Linked DNA regions of Sus scrofa: region 2 is linked to region 1. The links are chromatin contacts, called in public Hi-C maps. All regions are on one chromosome and are shown on one strand. The core of a region is the stretch at or near the end of the contact, and the rest is flanking DNA. Distances in the headings are between cores, read along the strand shown. Region 1 overlaps TEAD1 (TEA domain transcription factor 1). Region 2 overlaps LOC102164222 (a long non-coding RNA gene).

Region 1 (7,260 bases), core at 3,312-5,811:
GGGTCACATATTTCTCCTAAAATGTGGGGGAAAAATAACAACCCAAAAAACCCCCGCACACTCCTGCACATTTTATTGTACCCAAGTATCATGTGTTTGTATACATTATGTATTTTTTAACTAAGAAGAAAAATAACCCTGCCTTTGTACGCAATCCTTTTAACAAATTGTTTATTGTTGTATCCAGGTAACAAGCATGGTAAGTATTTTCACCGAATTTAGTATTCTGTACTTTAGCTGTGCTTGGCAGACTTTTTGGCTAGCTTTGTGTTATCAGCCTTGGCTCTTCTAGAAAAGACCCATTTAGGAGAAGGAGAACCCACGTCCCCAGTAGTGTCCCCTGTGTCCTTGGCTATAGAAAGAACCCGTCTGGCCATCAGCACAGTCGGAGATACCTGAGAAAGCATGCCCCACCCCGCCGCCAGCATGCTGCTTGTCCCTTCCGTCATCGCCCCCCCCACTGCTTCTGAGCCTCCTCACCACGTGTCTGCAGGGCTCCCGGGCTGCGCATGACTTCAGTGGCTCCTGAGACTGTGGCCCTAGACAGCGCACAGGGCTGGGCCTCCTCGAGTTCTACCAGCGACCTACTCCAGACCCACCACCACGCCTCTTCTCTCACCCCTCCTCCCATCTGTGTGCTTGAAAGCAGGGCCTTTTTTTTTTTTTTTTTTTTTTTCCTTTCCTCGAGTATGTGAAGTAATAGGAGGCCTCTCCTTTCGGAAGCTGGAAAAATAAATATATTGTCCACTCTTCTCAGAGGCTTCCCATTCTGTTGGAAAATGGATTAAAAAAATTTTTTTTTAAAAAACCTTGCCACTGGGTGTACTCAGTAAATGTTCAGAGTTAAACGGTAGGTTGAGTGTGTTTTAGCCTTCTGGCTGTGTTTATTTATCCGTGCATGTTTGCTTTTCCGGCCTCTTTTGTGGCTCCGTATTTTAGTCCATGTGCTCGTGGCTGTGCCTGTTTAAGCTGCCCGGTAGCCATGCATTGTGTATTAAGTCTGTGTGTCGCTGTCACCTTCAAGGATCAGACTGCGAAGGATAAGGCCCTGCAGCACATGGCCGCCATGTCATCAGCCCAGATCGTCTCGGCCACTGCCATTCACAACAAGCTGGGGCTGCCCGGGATTCCACGCCCCACCTTCCCAGGGGCGCCGGGGGTAAGTCACAGGTTGGAGCCAATAATGATGGCCCCCGGGCACATGGAGTCCACGAGGCTGAGCGTCAAGCCATCCACCTGGCACTTGTTGATTGGCTCAGGTGTAAGAGAGGGGAAAGGCCACCTTGGGATACACGGATGCTGGGTGCAAAATGATGAAAGAAAGCGGGAGTTCCCATCATGGCTCAGTGGTTAACGAACCTGAGTAGTATCCAGATGGACACGGGTTCAATCCCTGGCCTTACTCAGTGGGTTAAGGACCTGGCGTTGCCCTGAGCTGTGATGTAGGTCGCAGACACGTCTCGGATCCTGCATTGCTGTGGCTATGGTATAGGCTGGTGGCTACAGCTCTCATTCAACCCCTAGCCTGGGAACCTCCACATACCACAGTGTGGCCCTAAAAAAAAGACAAAAAGACAAAAAAAAAAAAAAAAAGTAGTGGAAGAAAGCAGGGAGCTGGGGAGAGGAAGAGAGGGAGAGGGAGGGGGTTTTAGTCCCTGAGGCATGCAGTTTAGTATCATTTTTATGGCACCCTTTCAGGTTGTGATCTGCCTCTCTGGCTCTTTTTCCTGCCCCTTGGTCTCTGTTGCTGTGTCCTTGGGGTTGCTTTATGGCAACTAACCCCTCAAGGGACAAATGTATACTAGTACTGTTTTCATTTCACAGCTGCCACAGGCTGAGAAGCTGGCTTAATGTTATGATCTCATTTAATCCTCATCTTAATCTTAAATGCTTCTTAACCATTATTGCCATTTTACAGATGAGAAAACTGAAGTTAATTAGTAACAAAATAGGAGTTGGGATAACTGGATCTTAATCACATGGATAGCCATGCCAGGGCTGCCTGGCTCCCTTTATATCATATTGCCTTTTCAGCAGGCAGGCAGCAGGCACCAAAAGCCTCAGGAAAGCTCGCAGCCTAAGAGGTGTCTGTGTTGCTGTCCAGAGCTCCTGGGCAGAACAGAGCCTTGTCCTCTCCCCATGCTTTGAGCTGTGGAGGCAGAGTGACAGACAGGAAGCTTTTCAGAATGGAGGGAGGAAGAGAAAGATGAGTGTTTCCAGGTTTCCTCTGCCATGCACCCAGATTTCTTTTGGAAGTTAGAAGAACACTGAAAAGCTGCCGCCTGGTCCCTACCCTCAAGGAGGTTTTCCAGCAGATGAGCTAAAGCAAGCTGTAGGTTGCCATCTTGTGCACAGCAGCCAATGTATCTGCATTTAGGGAAAGCCACTTTGCAGCTGGTGGATGATCCGAACCCACTGTCTTTAGCAGGGATTGCAGTGCATAGACGTCCTGAACAGTGCTTTGAGGTGAACTCATAACCCTGAAGCTTTTTGCCTTTTGCCTTCCAGTTCTGGCCGGGAATGATACAAACAGGGCAGCCTGGATCCTCACAAGAGTAAGTCTGAGGAGGGGCCAACACTGCCAGCAAGGGGCTGGTCACAGCCCACCCCACCCCAGGTTGAGGTTTTCTGGCCCCAGACCACCTGGGGGCTGGGAGGCGAAGAGATTGAACCTGAGATCACCAACGTCATCCCCCACTGTTGTCTGCTGAGGCAATAGCAGCAAAGAGACTGTGCAAATCCAGGAGATCTGTAAACACCTCACTCCCACCTTAAGTACTAGTAGGCATGCAGCTAGCAACAGGTGGAGGGTCTCCGTCCCTTCAAGGCCTTGGAGGTAGAGCCTGGGGTCCTTCTAGAGAGGGCAGCAGAGGTGATCCTACAGCCCATTTTATTCCGGCCTTCCCTGTGGTGGGAGCAGCTCATAGGAAATTCTGCTGATGCCTGGTAGGCCAGGGAAGCAAGCTCAGTAAGCTGGAAGGTAAGGGCTGTCTGGGGATAGAAGCTGAATGGAAATCTTGCCTGAGTATTCTCAAAAGAACTGGAGCTATTTAGCTAGAAAAGGAGAGCCTGAGACACGTCCCCAGCCTTGCCTGGAAATGGTGACCGCTTGACCTCAGTCTCTGCAGGGATGAGAAGAATGGTTCATACGTAGCCTATCACAGCATGTGGAGTTGGGCTGACCGGTCCAGCTGGTCCCATTGAATTGGCATGAGGCTTGGTGGTTTGGTCCCCAGTGCCCTCACAGTTCAACAATGTAACTGTCTGTCTTGGCAGTGCTCTACTGGGCTGTGAATCACCTGCAGGCAGGAAACCCTACAGTGGGGAGGACCCCAGGTGAGGCCCCAGCCCTGGAAGGCTAGGGCCAGGCCTGGGAAGTAGCTGCCACTCCTCCGTGGTTTTTGACTCTCTCCATCCTATCTCCAGCGTCAAGCCCTTCGTGCAGCAGGCCTACCCCATCCAGCCGGCGGTCACGGCCCCCATTCCAGGTGAGTCTCTGTAGGACCCTTGGGCCCTGTCCCACAGCCACACATACCCCCTACTTGCAGAGCCTTGGGTGCCCCTGTCTTCCCACCACCCTCCTTAGGGCAGAATGAACCCAGAGCTCAGGGGAGTCATAGGGGTGTCCCCTCCCAGGCCCTGATTCCTCTCAGTCCTCTCCCAGGAGCTCTTCTCATGGGTTTTAGAGAAACAGAAAGCCTGATGACTTTCACTCAGGACCTGGGTCACCCTCAGAAGGGGAAGTGGCTAAAGTTCCTTCCCCATCATAAACAGGCCACATGGGCAATCTCAGTCTGGAAGGAAGATTCACCCCTTTTTCACCCTTTCTTAGATAAGTATATTTCAGTTCCTAGTACTGTTCTTTAAAGGAATGCTTACAGGGAAGCCCAACTAGAAAACACACACCTGGCCAGCCCGCCTCCTACCATGCACGTGAACAGACTCAGTGGGACTCTCTTCATCAAAGACCCCCCAGATTGCAGTGCAATCACATGCGGCCCTCTGCTCCAGTACCATGGAATGTTCCAAGAGGACTTCTGCAGCACTGGTGACTGCAGCCTTTGGAAGGGAGAGGGACGAGCCCAAGGACTGCCCGCGCATCCCTGTCTCACAGGAGGTCTCTGCCAGCCGCCACTTCTTCTCTTCCATCACCCTTGCTGAGGTCCCCAGCAAAGCCCCGTGGCCGAGGACTAGGTGTCCTCATACCACGGCCCTTGACCTGAGCCGGGCCAGCCTTATGGGGAGCCATGTGCGTTGTGCTTCTCTGGCTGGCCACACCTCTGGTTTCCGTGGCCAGAACCTACCATGCCTGGCACTGCTGGACTCTGGCAGAGGGCCCTATTGGCCTTTCCTTCTGAGTCGTCTGTTTTGTAGGGCTCTGCCCCAAGGTTAGCCTGGGTCCGAGGGGAGGCAAGCAGCCAGGTTTAAGGTGATGATGGATTGGTCTTTCAGGGTTTGAGCCAGCGTCAGCCCCAGCTCCCTCGGTCCCAGCCTGGCAGGGCCGCTCCATTGGCACAACCAAACTTCGCCTGGTGGAATTCTCAGCTTTCCTCGAACAGCAGCGAGACCCGGACTCGGTGAGTGTGCTCAGAGAGGTGTGTCTTGAACCCAAGATTTGCTCCTCTTCCCCTGCCCTTGGGCCTGATGAGTAGCCTGCCTGAAAACAGTCCTGAGAAGAATAGCAGAGCAGCCCTTCAACAAAGTAAAAAGACATTTCTGTTGACAAAGATGTAGAACTTTAGACCTGAATGGTTATGGAGGCTCCGGACCTCAAACTCCAGGGATTATTGGAGCTGAACAGAAGGACCTTAGCAGGCTCTTGCAACTGGTAAAATGTAATGCTTATTGAGCCCTACCCTGTAGCGGGCGTTGAGCAAAGCGATTTCAATCACATTTTACCTTTACAAAACCTCTTAATAGTAGGTGCTGTCTGATGCATGAGGAAACAGACAGGTTAAGTAATTTCCCTATAGTGACACAGTTGATATCTGGTGGATTAGAGATTCAAAGTCATATCTTTAAAACTCAGGCCTAAACATGTAGCTGTTATGCTATACTTCTTTTCCAAGCTGTTTTTTTTCTCAAGATGGCAAGTTGTTATTTTCTGAAAGAAAATCCACAGTAATAGTACGTTAGCAGTTTGACGTAGAATGCTATGCACTAGAATACCATAAATACCGATAACATCGAAATCTGGATTCTGTTTGTCTCTTCTCTTCTTTGCCATCCCCCTGCCCCATCTCATGCCTGTCATCCCACAGCTTCTCAGCCAGGCCCACCGTTTCCCCCACATATGTGAGCCTTGCTTCTCCCCCACCCACAAGCCCGAGACCCTTTCCTCACTCCCACTCCTTGCCTGTGAGTGTGAGCCTTGCACCAAGGCAGAAACGAAGAAATCATGTTTGTCTTGGGGATCTTCACGAACTCCTCTCCATGCTCTCTCCCTCACCCCACCCCACCCATCTCGGGGGCTACCGAGAGCGCACAGGTGCCATGCTCTCTGGGTGGTGGCCACCTCGCTGTCAGGCTACTACCATCGAAAAGTGTCATGAATGCGTGCACTGTGTATAAATAGTTCAGGTACCGAATGACCGGAGGTGAGCTATCCGAGGAAGTGTCTGATGGTAGATGGGGGCGATACCATGGGCAGAGGGACTTCCATCAGCCATCACCAGTGTGGACACGCGAAGACCCTGGCATTTCTGTCTGGGAATCGTGAAGGCGGGGAGCTGGTGGAAGAATAGAGCCTGTTCCCGAATTAGGCTGTCGAGGCAGGTAAAGGAAAAGGAGATCATTGAGAACAGGGATGAGAAGGCCATCGGGATCACCCAGGTGTCTGAGTGGCTTTATAAGAAGGGCGATGGGGAGAGCTTAAATACCTGTCTGTGGGAGCCCTGAAATAAACAAGCAGAAAGACCATCATCCTGATTCTTCTTTTTTCTGAGAAGTATAGATGGTTCTTTGGCCGAAGGCTGGGCCTTAGCCTCGTTAGTGTTTTTGCTTTCTGTAACTCAGAGTACTTTGTCTTGGTTATTTCATTTTGCCCTCAAACTGCTTGTGAAGTAGTTTCTGTTTTCCTCATTTTTCAGGTAAAGAAACTGAGGCCCAGACACATTAAAATGACTTAGGATTTTTAGCCAATAAGCAGAAGGACCAGGAGCCAAGATCCTCTGTTTCAGGATACTCGTTTCACTACTGTAAACCACCACCAGTGGTGAAGGTCTCTTGAATTGTGTGTTAGTTTGCGTATCTCCTGTGTGAGGGAATCTCTTTCTTTCCTTGGAATAGGACTCCAAGACACTGGGAAGCAAAATCCCAAGCTGTTAGCTGTTATCCTTATTAAAATACTCAATATAGGAGTTCCTGCTCTGGTGCTGACTGCAGCAGCTCGGGTCACTGCAGGGCAAGGGTTCAATCTCTAGCCCAGCACAGTGGGCTAAAGGATCCAGCATTGCTGCAGCTGTGGTGTAGGTTGCAGCTGTAGCTCAGATTCAGTCCTAGCCCAGGGACTCCATGTCGTGAGGGTGCTGCCGTTAAAAGAAATTTTTTTTTAAAGACAAAATATAATGTTTTACCACAGTTAATTTTTTTTTTTTTTTTAAATTGGAGAAGCCTGTGGCAGCCTATGACTGTCCTCTTCACTTATGGACCTTTTAGGGCCCCGAATGTCCAGTTCCTCTTTTTGTTGTTGTTAGTATCAGTTGGGTTTCACACTGAGTCACTGCTAGATTCATTCAGTCCATTCTGTTTATGTGCACTTGGATGTTGATCATTCAGTCCATGGATGTTGAAGGCGCTCCGTCTGCCAGGGAGGGCTCAGTGCTGCACAGACAACCGCTGACGCTGCTTTTGTGGAAGGTGATGTCTGGTGACAAGGCACACGAAGCAGTTGTCACACATGAGGTCCCTGTGAAGCGTGGTGACTGCTGGGCAGGAAGGATACTGGACGCTGGGAGTGATGGTTGGATGATTGGGACTGGGCAGGCTTCTTTAAAGACGTAGCCCCTACCCTGAGAGGTGGAGGATCGATGCGGGCCAGGGAGGAGTAAGGGAGAAGAGCTTTCCAGAGGCTGATGCTGATGTCTATAAAGCAATGAGGGAAAGCTGGTGAATGGTCTAGAAAGGCAGGGCCTCCGGGTCCTCAGAGGAGAGTCCAGAGAGAGAGATGCTTCATGCACCTTCAGGATTACACCTAAGATCTGAACGGTTCAACTAGACTTGACCTTGTACTGATGAAAGAAAAGGTTTGTCTCTTTAGGT
Region 2 (7,260 bases), core at 3,222-5,721, 310 kb before region 1:
CTCCAAGGTTCTGCAACTCGTCAGTGACAGAGTGTGGATTCCTGCTTAGTTTGGGCTGACTCTAGAGTGGACACTTGACCATCATGCCAAGCTAATCCCCATAACCTCACTGCACCCCACGGCAGATCTTCACAGATCTCATCATATCATAAGACTCCGCGATGGCACCATCTGTGGAAAACCCATCCTGTCCTTCAAGAAACTTCAAAATCGACAGAACATTGTAAATCAACTATAATTTAAAAAAATTTTAAAGAGAAAAGAAGAAAAAAGGAATCTTCTGTAGAGCCTTTCCCAATCCTGGACAGAGTTAGTGAGTCCATTCTCTGTGCTCTTTGTACAGCCTTCTGTGAGAGAGCAGAAGATTCATTCAGTTACTGAATGATTCATTCATTTATCTCTCTAACCTTAGCATCTAGCACAGAGTAACTGCCAATTTGATTTTTGTTAAATGATACTCATAGAAACAGATTAACTAATACCAAATTCTCCAAAGCAACCACTTTAAGCACAAGGTCTCCACAGACTCCAGGATGGATTTAGTTGCACTCTAGCAACATTTCAGTGACAGGGTCTCCCTTTGTTCCATTTAGTGTTGGGGGATGGGTTTTTTTCTTTAATTTCCTTGGACTCTTGCCTTTAGAAATTGTTGGGAGGCGGTAGCCGGCAGCATGGATGATATCCATTAACATTGTTTTACATTTTCTGATTTAATCTCACCCAGAATTACTACAAGAACCCCACATAACTGCGACATTTACAGAACATGAAAGTAATAACTCCCATTTATCAAGCACCTATCATCTGTGAAACACCATGCCACGCAGTTTATACATAGTAGCTCTAACCATCACAAGAAGCCTGTGAGGTAAGAATTATTATTGCCATCTTACAAATGAGCAAACTGAGGCTCAGCCAATGAAGAGATCTGCCCACTGCCATACCCCAGTTAGTGGCAGAGCAGAAATGGAATCAGTGCCGTCTGGCTCCAGAGCTGGATCTCTTTCCCTTTATTCGGTGCCCTCTGGAACATATAGCAGCTGTTGTGATGATTAGAAAAGATAATGGGGAGGAAAGTGCTTGGAAAACTCCACAGAGAACTAAGCATGTAAGAGATTATGAAGACTTGTTGAGAGCTTTGGCAAGGGCACTGTGATAATAGTCCTGGGGAGGGGGAACAAATTGATCTGGCTGGAGTTTAGGGGCATTTCCTATTATGTAATTGCTCTGAAGGCAGTATTTCTGAAGCAGTGGAGAGGCAGACCCTCCTTTCTTTGTGAAACAGTCCTCATCTCTGGGAACAAAGACGGGAGAGGTTAGTTTGGTTTAAACCAGTTATTTTCTTCCAAGACAAATGATAAGGGTGGGGGAGGAGAGGCCATGTTGTCCACTTGCTGTTGGGTCCTAGACATTGATTGGTTCCGGACCCTGCTTTGAGTGAGAGCAGTAACTTACAACACATGCTGAATGTTTTTCCATTTAAAATGCATTTCAAAAACACCATAGGCCTGCGTGTTTATTCTCTGAAATATAGCACAAGAGAACACACAGACTGTTACATATGTTCTCAATGTTTCACCAGACTTCAGAGGCAGAAAAGGGCCTTTTTGTTCTTTCATTCATCCAACAACTATTTATTGAATGATTTCTATGTGTCAGGCATTGTGCTAGGCACTGAGGGCCTAGACAGGGGCCCTGGGGTCACAAAAACTAAGACTAGGGTAGGAGAGAGACACCTATAAAGTAACTTTCAAAATATTGTGCAACAACAGCAGTGCGACAACAGGAGTTCACACAAGATAAGGAAAATATACAACAATGAACAATGTCTGAGCCAACTTTTGATGACGAAAAAGAGGAAGCCCGACCCTATAATGTGCACTGTCCCCCATTATGCATATACATCTGGTGCTTGGAAACACACTAAAATATTTATTATTTTAATAATTATTTTAAGCACCTAGAACATGCAGAATACTATGTTAATATCTGTGCAGAATGCAAAGAATAAAGTATCATTCTATCTATCTAATCTCTCAAAACAGATTATATTAGAATAGGAAATATAATATACGTTCCAAAACAATAGCAGAATGAACAAGAGTGGGGGAAATATTTGCACAAAGTGGCTACAAAGATCAAGCAGATAAATCACAAATTCTTTTTTTTTTTTTTTTTTTGGTCTTTTCAAGGGCTGCTCCCGCGGCATATGGAGGTTCCCAGGCTAGGGGTCTAATGGAGCTGTAGCCACCAGCCTACACCTCAGCCACAGCCATGCCAGATCCGAGCTGTGTCTGCGACCTACACCACAGCTCATGGCAACACTGGATCGTTAACCCGCCTAGCAAGGCCGGGGATCAAACCCACAACCTCATGGTTCGTAGTTGGATTCGTTAACCACTGTGCCACGACGGGAACTCCTAAATTACAAATTCTGAATCAACTCAAAGGCAGAGAATGGAGTCAATGACTTAAGCATAATGAGCAACATAATGTCAACACATTTGATAACTTAGATGAAAAGGACAAATTTCCTGAAAGACTGCAACTTACTCAAACTGCCTCAAGAAGAAATAGAAAATAGACCTTATCTTATGAAAGAGACTGAATTTATACTTAAACACCGCTACGGACAGAATATTTGTCTCTCCCTAAAATTCATAAATTGAAGTCTAACCCCAATGTGATGCTATTTGGAGGTGGGGCCTTTGATGGGGGTGGGGGTGGGGGTGTGATTAGCTCATAAAGTTGAAGCCTTCATGAATGGGATTTGTGTCCTGATAAGGGGTTGAAGAGACCAGAGTTCTCCCTTTCTGCCATGTGAGGACAAAATGTTGACAAGAACTTAAAACAACTGAAACTCCAGAAGTGCTGGCGGGAGTGTAAACTGGTACCATTTTGAAAAACTGCTGGTCAGTTTCTTAAAAAGATAAACGCTTTGCACACAACACAGAAATTCTATTCATAAGGATTTACACAAGAGAAATAAAAACTTATGTCAAACAAAGAAGTGTACAGCAATGGTCACAGCTGCATTTTCCATAATAGATCAAAACTGGAAATCACACAAATGTCTATCAGGAGGAATGGTGGATAAATGAACTGTATACTGACCCAATGGAATACTACTCAGCAATAAAAAGAAGCAAACGCTATCGATATGTAACAACATGGATAACTCTTTTACTTAGCGTAATAAAAAGCATTATGCTAAGTAAAAAAGCCCAAACCCAAAAGTGTACATACTGTATGAGTCCGTTTATATGAAAGTCTAGAGAAGTCCAAACTAATCTATGGTGACAGAAAGCAGGGTAGTGGTTACCTGGGCTGGGGATGGAATTGACCCCAAAGGGGCACAAGGGAACTTTTGAGCATAATGGAAATATTTATACTTTAATTGTGGTGGTGGTTACAAGGGTACATACATTTGTCAAAACTCATCAAACTATACATTCAAAATCAGGGTATTTTATTGTAAATTAATTATATCTAAGTAGCGTTGACTTAGGAAAAAAACAGCATGGAAGTAGATGAAGGAGATAGATTACAGATGGGTGGTCAGACCAATTGGGTTTAAATCTCAGCTCTTGGGCCTCAGAGATGTGACTCTGGACAGATCACTCTACCTCTCAGATCCTCAGTTTCCTCATCTATATAGTGGGAGTACTGACACCTACATCAAATAGTTGTGTTGAGGAATAAGTATATATATGAAGAGTAAGGGTGTGTATATAAAGATACACACACATTAATATATTTATGAATATGGATATTTACATATCGATTCAATATATGATACTTCATAGTGCTCCAAGAATATTAATTCTCTTGTTTTTAACTTCCGGAACCAGAAGGCCATGGTATTTCTTGGAGATATTTAGCCAGCCCTTTGGACCCAAACAGTCCAGAAGAAATTACTGCGCGGAGTCACAGATCAGGCTGGCAGACACTACTCTCTTCCCTGGATAACGAGACAAAGCACAGGAAATTGTGGCTTGGCAGTGGTTCTTAGATAAAAGGAAGGCTTATAGGACAGACCATCCTGAGGGAGGAAGATGGGTAAGAAGCAGGGAAAGTCCAACTGAGGATAATAAGGCTTTTCCTCTCTGCTGCAATTCCAAGCTTTTCTTCAGTTCTATGATTGATGGTGTCTGTAGGTAACAAATAACTACCACGTCCAGTGCAGGGTAGCCTGGTGGAAAGAAACAGGCTTTGAGGTTTTCAGCCCTGAACTTGAGCGCCAACTTTTCCATTCCATGGGTGTGTGATCCTTGGCAGGAGAAGCAGGGTTTCTGAATCGCAGTCTCCTCATATCTATGAGAAGGATAATAAAGGAATCTAGTTCCTAGGCTGTCCTGGATATTAAATACCACAGGCTTCCACTGCAATCTACCAGAGACAGGGTACTCGGAGGCAGGCGTTCTGGAGCAGATTCCCCAGAGGCGGGTCCAGAATGTTCCCTCGGCCTGTTGGTGAAGCACCCTGGCACTGAGGGATGTGAGAGAGCTACTGGAGATTTCGCTGGGTCATGAAAGGCTTTGTCTTCCTCACCGCGTCCTCCCCAAGATCCTCCTGGAGGACCTCGGCTCTGCTCCCTACCACCGTTGAACATCTTGACCCTGAAATCCCCAGAGCAGAATGCTGAGTGTCCTTCCCGTGAGGAAGCACTGCATCACAGCTGCGTTCGGTCTGTGGAGGGTTTGGAAGTGACCCTTCCAAACATCTCCCCGCACCCAAGGCCTCCTTTCCCAGTTGATATGTGCACGTCCCGCCGCAGCCGCTAGGGGGAGCCTGGGCCGGGAGGCTGGGAAGTTGGGCAACTCTACTGAGGTCTTTGTTGCACTAGGAAATCTTTCCGTGCCTACAAGGACCTCACTCTAAATAGACCAGTATTCGCTGAATATTTGAGAAAGGAAAACTGTCCGACACTGAAAGGAAAATATCAGAAAGCCTCCTATTATCTCTGCACTCTCCCTTCACCAGCTTAGAAGCTAGTCTGTGTTTTTCCCATGCATCCTTTCAAAAGTTACTTCAGAAGCCGTTTAGAGAAGTAGGAAGAACAAGGTTCATGGATTCAAGACTGTTCTGGACTCTCACTGGTTATGGGGCCTTGGACATGTCTGTACTTTTCTGAACCTTTTTATTAATACTATTACCATTCATTGGTTCTGTTCATGGGTCATGCTGCTAAAAAATTACCTCATATCATCCTCACATCAATTATATATGGGAAGTGTTTGTTATCCCCATTTTATGGACTAAGAAACTGAGGCATAAGAAGTCACTTGCCCAAGGTTTTAATCCAGTAGAGTCGTTGAGATCTTTCTGACTCCAGAGTTTATGCTAAAGCACTTTTATCTCCAGTACACACTCTCATTTTTCCAATGAGCCTTAGCAATAATAATTATAAGGTCTTCATCATCTATTTTATCTTCAGACTTTAAAGTTATTCAAATGATTATTTATAGTTGAGATTATATTCAAGGTCACGGAAAGACCCTGTGTTTCAGGGTGAGTAACCTCCACAGAGGGCTGTGTGTGAGTACAAAGAGATCTGTGGAGAGGCCTGAAACTAAGACCATGATCATGAGCACAGCAGAGGCCAGATCAGAGCCGACCTCAGGAACAAATATAATGGCAGTAGGCTTCTCCTTCTGCCTTTGTCTCTGTCTTCATGTACAGGTGCTAAAGCATCTGGAACAGCCTTGTTTCTCCCTGGCCACTCCTTTGCCCCTGGGCAGAGGTCTCCAATCCCCTAATGAAGAGTCTGATGAAACAGCCCCCTCTCCCTGGCGCTGCTATGCGGGCTGACTTTATTCTTCTTTTGAAACCTACTGCATCTCTCTCAAAACATAGCCCTTCCTTCTATCCAAAAGATTCCTCTATTCTCCTTGTCCCCTCAGTCCCTGGTGGCTGCATGGCTTATAATAGCTAAAACCTGGAGCAACTTAAATGTCCATTCATAGAAGACTGTTATGCTACATCCTTATTTTGTTCATTAGTCACCTAAAGTTCAATTGTAGTTGAAATAAACACAACTCAAACTTCCAGAGGCCAAAATCGGGGCTAACTGGCTCATATAACTAAAAGGCTCAAGGAGATATAGCTTCAGGTCCAGTGGGATCCAGGTATCTGAACAATGTTTCAGGAAACTGCCTCTTTCCATCTCTTATCTCTCCTTTCTTCTTCTGCATATGTTTCATGCTCAGGCAGCAAAGATAGCCAACAGCTGCTCTGGCTTTTACCCCACAAAATTCACTACCCCCAAGGTAAAGAGTATCTCATGCACTAGTTAGAGCTATGGCTGCCCATTCTGGACTAATCTCTGTGATTCAGACCAAACAAAGTCTTAAGAGATAGATTATATAAAGGTATAGATAAAACATGAAACTTCTAGAAGAAAACATGATAAAATCTTTACAACCTTGGAACAGGCAAAGGTTTTTTTTTTTCTTTTTTTTTTTTTTAATTACTCAATGAATTTTATTAGGCAAAGGTTTTCTTAAACACCAAAAAAGAACTAGTCATAAAAGGAAAAAAAAATCATAAATTGGATTTAAGCAAAATTAAAAGCTGTTGTTTGAAAAACACTATTGGAAATTAAAAGGCAAGACTCAAACTGAGAGAGAACAATACATGTCCCTTAAACGTAAAATAATTTTGCTACTGTTAAAAATAAATGATGGAGTTCCTGTCATGGCGCAGCATAGACGAATCCATTAGTAACCATGAGGATGCAGGTTGGATCCCTGGCCTTGCTCAGTGGGTTAAGGATCTGGCATTGCCATGAGCTGTGGTGTAGGTAGCAGATGTGGCTCGGATCTGGCATTGCTGTGGCTCTGGTGTAGGCTGGCAGCAACAGCTCGGATTAGACCCCTAGCCTGGGAACCTCCATATGGCATGGGCACAGCCCTAAAATAAAAGGCCAAAAAAAGACAAAAAAATAAAAATTAAAAAAATTTTAAAAATAATAAAAATAAATGATATATATTTATACGAAAAGATTTTTGGAAATAGAGATTTGCGTTTTGTTCACCACTATGTCTCTAGCATCTAAAATGGTATACAACCAATATTTGTTGAATGAATTAATTGCCAAAATATACCACATAAATGAGATCAGTCAGTACACAGTATTATTTTTAATTTAGTAATATGTTAAAAAAAATTAAAACCTTCTCAGAGTCACTGAAGAACCCAAAAGTTAGTGAAGAATTGCTGGACCAAGATGCAGGCGAAGACATAACCATGGAGGTATCA

What was found. Hi-C and Micro-C count contacts between places; a contact is called where the count stands out from the background.
Region 2: a contact with region 1 is called in a Hi-C map of omental adipose tissue, with 2.3 times the contacts expected there. The contact joins two enhancer-like sites. A contact is called at or near these places in 1 of 5 promoter capture datasets (liver), 17 of 47 Hi-C or Micro-C datasets (alveolar macrophages, embryonic fibroblasts, epiblast stem cells and 9 more) and 1 of 2 datasets of contacts at active chromatin or transcription factors (skeletal muscle).

What each region holds. Positions count from the first base shown.
Region 1 is chr2:46,449,357-46,456,616 of Sscrofa11.1, reverse strand. It overlaps TEAD1 (TEA domain transcription factor 1), which reads left to right. Exons shown (of 14, transcript NM_001142669.1): 6 at 188-199; 7 at 1,025-1,159; 8 at 2,509-2,555; 9 at 3,427-3,488; 10 at 4,453-4,577. Among named protein-coding and RNA genes, the nearest start is that of RASSF10, 110 kb to the right of the region's middle. Within about 2 kb of position 4,561, at least 4 of the 83 cell types and tissues checked have an H3K27ac peak or open chromatin away from gene starts, as enhancers often do. A contact at or near this core is called in omental adipose tissue, where this site is marked.
Region 2 is chr2:46,759,857-46,767,116 of Sscrofa11.1, reverse strand. The region is part of intron 4 of LOC102164222 (a long non-coding RNA gene); the gene reads right to left. Among named protein-coding and RNA genes, the nearest start is that of TEAD1, 93 kb to the right of the region's middle. Within about 2 kb of position 4,471, at least 2 of the 83 cell types and tissues checked have an H3K27ac peak or open chromatin away from gene starts, as enhancers often do. A contact at or near this core is called in omental adipose tissue, where this site is marked.